Regions from separate parts of the Mus musculus genome. Here region 1 is linked to region 2. The links are chromatin contacts, called in public Hi-C maps. All regions are on one chromosome and are shown on one strand. The core of a region is the stretch at or near the end of the contact, and the rest is flanking DNA. Distances in the headings are between cores, read along the strand shown. Region 1 overlaps Zfat (zinc finger and AT hook domain containing). Region 2 has its middle 470 kb from the start of Zfat.

Region 1 (2,725 bases), core at 207-2,706, 420 kb before region 2:
CCCCCTTTTTGGCCTTGGCGTTCCCCTGTACTGGGGCATATAAAGTTTGCATGTCCAATGGGCCTCTCTTTCCAGTGATGGCCGACTAGGCCATCTTTTGATACATATGCAGCTAGAGTCAAGAGCTCCAGGGTACTGGTTAGTTCATATTGTTGTTCGAGATCTGTTTTTTGTAAGCCTCTGTACTGCTGGAATTAAAGGAATGTATCACTACTACTTCCATTTTGAAAAATATTGACAGCCTGTATATGATACTTGTGACTGTTTTGCTAGGTGTCACAACCCCAAACAATTAGCAAATGTCAACTGTTGTCATTTTTAAAAGCCATATGACATTTTTGCATAGTTCTATAGTCCCGGGGCATTAGTACTGTTTTTTGTTTGTTTGTTTTTGTTTCTTTGCTTGTTTTTGAGACAGGGTTTCTCTGTATAGCCTTGCCTGTCCTGGAACTCACTTTGTAGAACCAGGCTGGCCTCGAACTCAGAAATCTGCCTGCCTCTGCCTCCCAAGTGCTGGGATTAAAGGCGTGTGCCACCACCACCAGGCTAGTACTGTTTTAATGTAGTATTTAACATGCAGTTTTATCATTAGTCTTTGCATGTTATTTTGACTTCGGTACAGGCCTCATCACATGGTTTGGGGGTGAAGAAGGACCGCTTTACATTTCAGCACATGTGGCTGTTGTCAGAATGACCTGCCACCTCAGGTCTCCCTGCTCCCTTCCAGCTGAGACTGTGTCCACCTTGCCTTTGTCCTCTTGGCCTCCACTGAGTCAGTAGTTATCCTGCTGTTCTCATGCAAAGCAGGCTTTAAAACTTTCAATCTGTGGCCACTCATGAGGAATGGATTCTCTATGTACATGGCTAGGTTATTGGCTATTTGTGTTCGTAGATGGCTGGGGTAGTCCTCATTCATATGATTAACTCACTCTGCATCTGGACTGTCCTATGTACTTAAATTATTTCCCACAGTTTATCATTTACTCTCTAATGTCTTTTGCATTTCTTTTCTACTCTTTTTTATACTAGCGTAGACAACTGTCATCATGTCCTCCAATGATGAAAATATACTTCTGTATATTTTTGTTTCTGGTGTGCTTTCATTCAGTCTACATATTTTAAAGTTATAATTTGGAAATTGTATTTCTCCATAACTTGAGAAGTAAGGACACACACACACACACACACAAAACCAATACATTAATGTAAAGAAATTCTTAATAAATATTATTTAGTTAATGAATTATTTAAAAATATAAGGTCTACAGAGAAGATAGGGTCTTGCAATTCAAAGTCTAAAAACCCCTTAAAATTAAACATTGTGCTTTGGAGTTGCAAAGACAGTGCAAAACGGCCCCATGTCCCCACCCCTCACACAGAGCCAAGGAGTATCAAGATTCCCAGTGTGCCCTGTGGTTCAGTCACTTGTTGCCTGTATAGATTTGTCAGCCATATTGCCAGCAGGTGGCAGAGTTGCCCTGTTCCCTCAAAGCTCACCTGTTGCTGCTCTTTTACCCACATTGGTCTCCCAACACTTGCCCACTGATCTAGTCTCCAAATCTGTGATTTTGTCATTCTGAGAATGCTGTGTAAACTGAACAACACAGTATGTGTTTCTGTAAGATTGGTTAAAAAAGAACTGGGCATTTAAGCTCCTTTTCTAATTTAGTCCCTGAGGAATTTAAGTCTAGCCAAGGTGTTTATCCAGTGTCCCCGTTGGGGGGAGGTAAGGAGCAAGATCTGCTCTTTCAGGCTGTGTCCTGAGCTACCACATTCCTGCCTTAGAAATCCCTGTTATCTCTGCCTTAGGGGGACAGAGCACACTCTTTCCCCAGGCCTCTGGCAGGGAGGGTTTCCTGTACCTTAGTAAGAAATCAAAGTTCCTCTGCAAGCTTCGTACTGTTGGCAGTACATTCTGTGATAATTAGGCAGTGACTGTAGCAAGGCAGGCAGGCACCGTCCTCCTCACAGGATTATCAGTATACATAGTAATAAGCCCCGTGGAAAACATCCTCATCCGTCACTGATCCCCGTGGCCTAAAAGGTCTTCAATTTCACAGATACCTAACGGGAAGGTAGAGCCTCGTTGTTTTCCCCACCTCTGGTCTGGGTGGACGCCTCTCAAGTCTGTAGAAGTGCCCTTATGCCCAGCTGCCTCGGGCTGAGCTCAACATACTGCACGGTGCTCCCTAGGCTACCAAGCACAACATTACAATCGGAAAATAGTCACATAATTCTTCCAGCACATGCACTGTAAAGAGCACTTCAGTGACATTTCAGAAATTGACCTTGACTCCAGAGCTTGTTAAAACAATTAGATGAAAGCAAAATAAGTGTTTTCTCTCTCTCCTCTGAACCCTGGCAAGTTAAAATAACATTTAGAATATGTATCCAACATTTATTTATTTTATTCTGCATTTCAATAGTAAGAGGAACTGGGAAAAGAGTTTTTTCCCCTGTTGTGATGAGGAACAGCTGGTGTTTTTGAAAAACATTTTTCAGCCTGCAGAAATCAATATGTGAAGCTTGTGAAAGTGGCTTCTGAGCCCCCAAAGTTTCCTATTACTGGGGTCATTCCCTGAAAAGAGAACTGTGAAACTCCCCACTGCTCTTGTTAAACATTCCTATGGAAGAACACACAGTAGTTTCCAGGTCTTCTTGAAGACACACTGTGTTCTCCTGGAGTTTTCGACTGTACTTCCTTCAGCTCTGTGCCTTATGACAC
Region 2 (2,700 bases), core at 56-2,555:
GCCCTGTGTGAACCACAAATCTGCACATTCTCCTTGCTTTATTGGAATCTTTGGCTACCCTGGCATTGCGGAAGGGAGAGATTTCAGGAAACAGAGGGCCAGACTTGGTGTATCTTCGTGCTTCTAGTGGTTATAGATGGGTTTTTCCATTGCCATTTTTGAAAGAGAGGGAGCTGCTGTGTTCTCCAATAGAAGAAAACTAAGTGACCTTGTCTCACGGGAAGTCCATGCTATATAGGGTCATGATTGACAGCTTGGCTGACTGAATGAATGAATGAAGAGTGAATGGCAACCTAGAAGAATGTGTTTCTCTTCTTCTTAGGTTCATTGCTCTCTCTCATTCTCTTTTCATCAAAATTTGTTCAAAAAAGCAGACCCACAAACTAAAACATAAACTCTAAAACACTTGAAAGGCTGAAGGAGAGGATAGGGAGGTAGCAGAGTACGTGAGCATCTGACTTTGGATCCTAAGAACCTACATAAAAGCCAAGTGCAGCCTTGCATGCCTGCAATCTCAGCACTGGTAGGAAGAAGACAGTTGGATCCTCGGGGCTCACGGACTGGCCAGTGCTGCAGAGACAGTGAGCTCTGGGTACAGTGAGAGACCCTGACTCCAACAAAACAAAATAAAATAAGATAAAACAAAATAAAATGAAAGAAAGAAAAGAAAGGAAAATGATAGGTGGTAAATGACAGAGAAGATGCTGTTGCTCTCCTGTCTCTTAATTTATGTGCATAGGAGAGAAAGCACACACATACACATACATACACACACACACACACACACACACACGCCCCTCATCCCCCCAACTATGAGAAACAATCTTTAGTGTTAGTGTCTTGGCAAAGGGATTTTGAACTTAAAGTAAAAGTGTGGTTTATGTAAGGTTTTACTTAAAAGTCTCCCATTCCCTGAATTAAAAAAAAAAAAAAAAAAAAAAAAAAAAAACCTTTTACATTGCAAAGTTCTATTAGCAGAAAAAAAAAAAAAGACTTGCTACAGATTGGGAGACTATATTTCCAAATTTCCAGACCATCTATTCAATCAAGGATACCATTTAGAAAGTGAAAAATAGATCCATAGAAAACAACTAAAAAAGCCAAATCTCTTAAAATCCAAAATTTTATATTCAATTAAATCCAAACATAAAATGGAGAATAGGCTTGGACAGCTCATTCACTGAAGAGGATATACAGATGGTAAATAAGGACTTTAAAAGACAGATAACATCATTTGCTACTGGGGAGATGCAGGATAAAACACAGTAATGCCTGACTGCCCACCCACCAGGATAGTTAAAATCTAAACCAGTGGAAACATCAAAGGCAGAGGCAGCTGCTGACTATGCCAGAAAACAGCTCAGAAGACAGTTGGGTAGTTTCTCTTAAAAAAGAACAGATGCATCTACAATCCAGAATGTGTGGATCTGAATATTTTCCCTAGAGAGATATAGATTTATGTACACACACACACACACACACACACACACAAAGCAATGCATGGCACATGAAAATTTTGTGAGGTTTATTTCCGTGTTCCCAAGCTGGAAACAACCACAAGCCCTTTGTCATTTGAAGGGTTAAACTAGCCACTGTCCATCTATGGTATGCCATGTATCCAAAAATGGAAGACAAGAAACCACCAAAGCACATAGCAACCTCGATGGCTCTTCGGAGGAACATGCTGCATAAAATGCCATTTGTTTCTGTCTCTGAGACTTCAGCATATGCTGCTGTGTCCAAGGCTCAGTGAACTTTCCAGAAGAGGGAATGAAAGAGCCTGAGAGCCGGAGGAAGGGGAGATGAGCAGAAAACAAACAAACAAACAAACAAACAAACAAACAAACAGCAAAAGGAACCACTGCTCTCAGGAATTCCCTGTAGGCATGATTATTTGCATAATGCCTGCAAATAGTGACATAATATGACCTCAACATTTTATCCCAGTTGGGGGAGGGTCTTACTAAACCTCTCCTCTCTCTGAGTGACTATGGGCAATTAATGGTTGTTGGAAGAGGGTATCTCTCTCTTTCTTTTTTAAAATAGCTTCACCATTCATAAGTTTTCCTTGCTCCAGTAAATTAACTGCCACCCACAGTTGGGCAAGAAACTCATTAAATGCATTGGAGCACACAGAAAGAAGGTACAGAAGTAAGAGCAGGTCTCCTTGAGAATGGCTCTAGCAGAAGAGGGCACTGAGAGAAGGGACTGGCAGGGTAACAACAACAACAACAACAACATGAATTCATTATATAAATAAGAAACTGTCAATTAAGGATCTCTAAAAGACGAAACCCCAAAGGGTTTGTAGACATTGTGATTGTTTTGAAGTAGATAAGTTACAAGTTTGCAGACGAGAGTTGTGGCTGCCAGAGGGGTTATTGTGGAGGGTCTGATGGAAGTGTTCTTAGAAAGGGCAACAAGAGGCATTCTCTTGAGGACAGAACCATTCTTTCTCAGTACTGTTGGAGTGGACATCTGAATCCACACTAAGGATCAAATTGTACGCATGTGTCGAAGTAAACCTACATCGTATGAAACAGGTCAGTGGGTGGCTTCATTGTCAACATTCGGCTATGAGACTTCACCCCAGCCCTGAAAGTTGTTATCCATGAAGAAAAACCGTGAGGAGACACAGGGAAATCTCTGTATGTGAAGCTACAATTATGGTTATGAATCTGTAACTATATAAAAAATTAC

What was found. A called contact is a pair of places that touch in the nucleus more often than the background predicts.
Region 1: a contact with region 2 is called in a Hi-C map of cortical neurons, with 2.7 times the contacts expected there. The contact joins two enhancer-like sites. A contact is called at or near these places in 2 of 484 Hi-C or Micro-C datasets (both in cortical neurons) and 3 of 115 datasets of contacts at active chromatin or transcription factors (the NIH/3T3 cell line, astrocytes and bone marrow-derived dendritic cells).

Annotation. Positions count from the first base shown.
Region 1 is chr15:68,204,037-68,206,761 of GRCm38.p6, reverse strand. All of the region lies in intron 3 of Zfat (zinc finger and AT hook domain containing), which reads left to right. Among named protein-coding and RNA genes, the nearest start is that of Zfat, 53 kb to the left of the region's middle. Within about 2 kb of position 1,456, at least 25 of the 459 cell types and tissues checked have an H3K27ac peak or open chromatin away from gene starts, as enhancers often do. A contact at or near this core is called in cortical neurons, where this site is marked.
Region 2 is chr15:67,787,411-67,790,110 of GRCm38.p6, reverse strand. No RefSeq gene overlaps it. Among named protein-coding and RNA genes, the nearest start is that of Zfat, 470 kb to the left of the region's middle. Within about 2 kb of position 1,305, at least 1 of the 459 cell types and tissues checked has an H3K27ac peak or open chromatin away from gene starts, as enhancers often do. A contact at or near this core is called in cortical neurons, where this site is marked.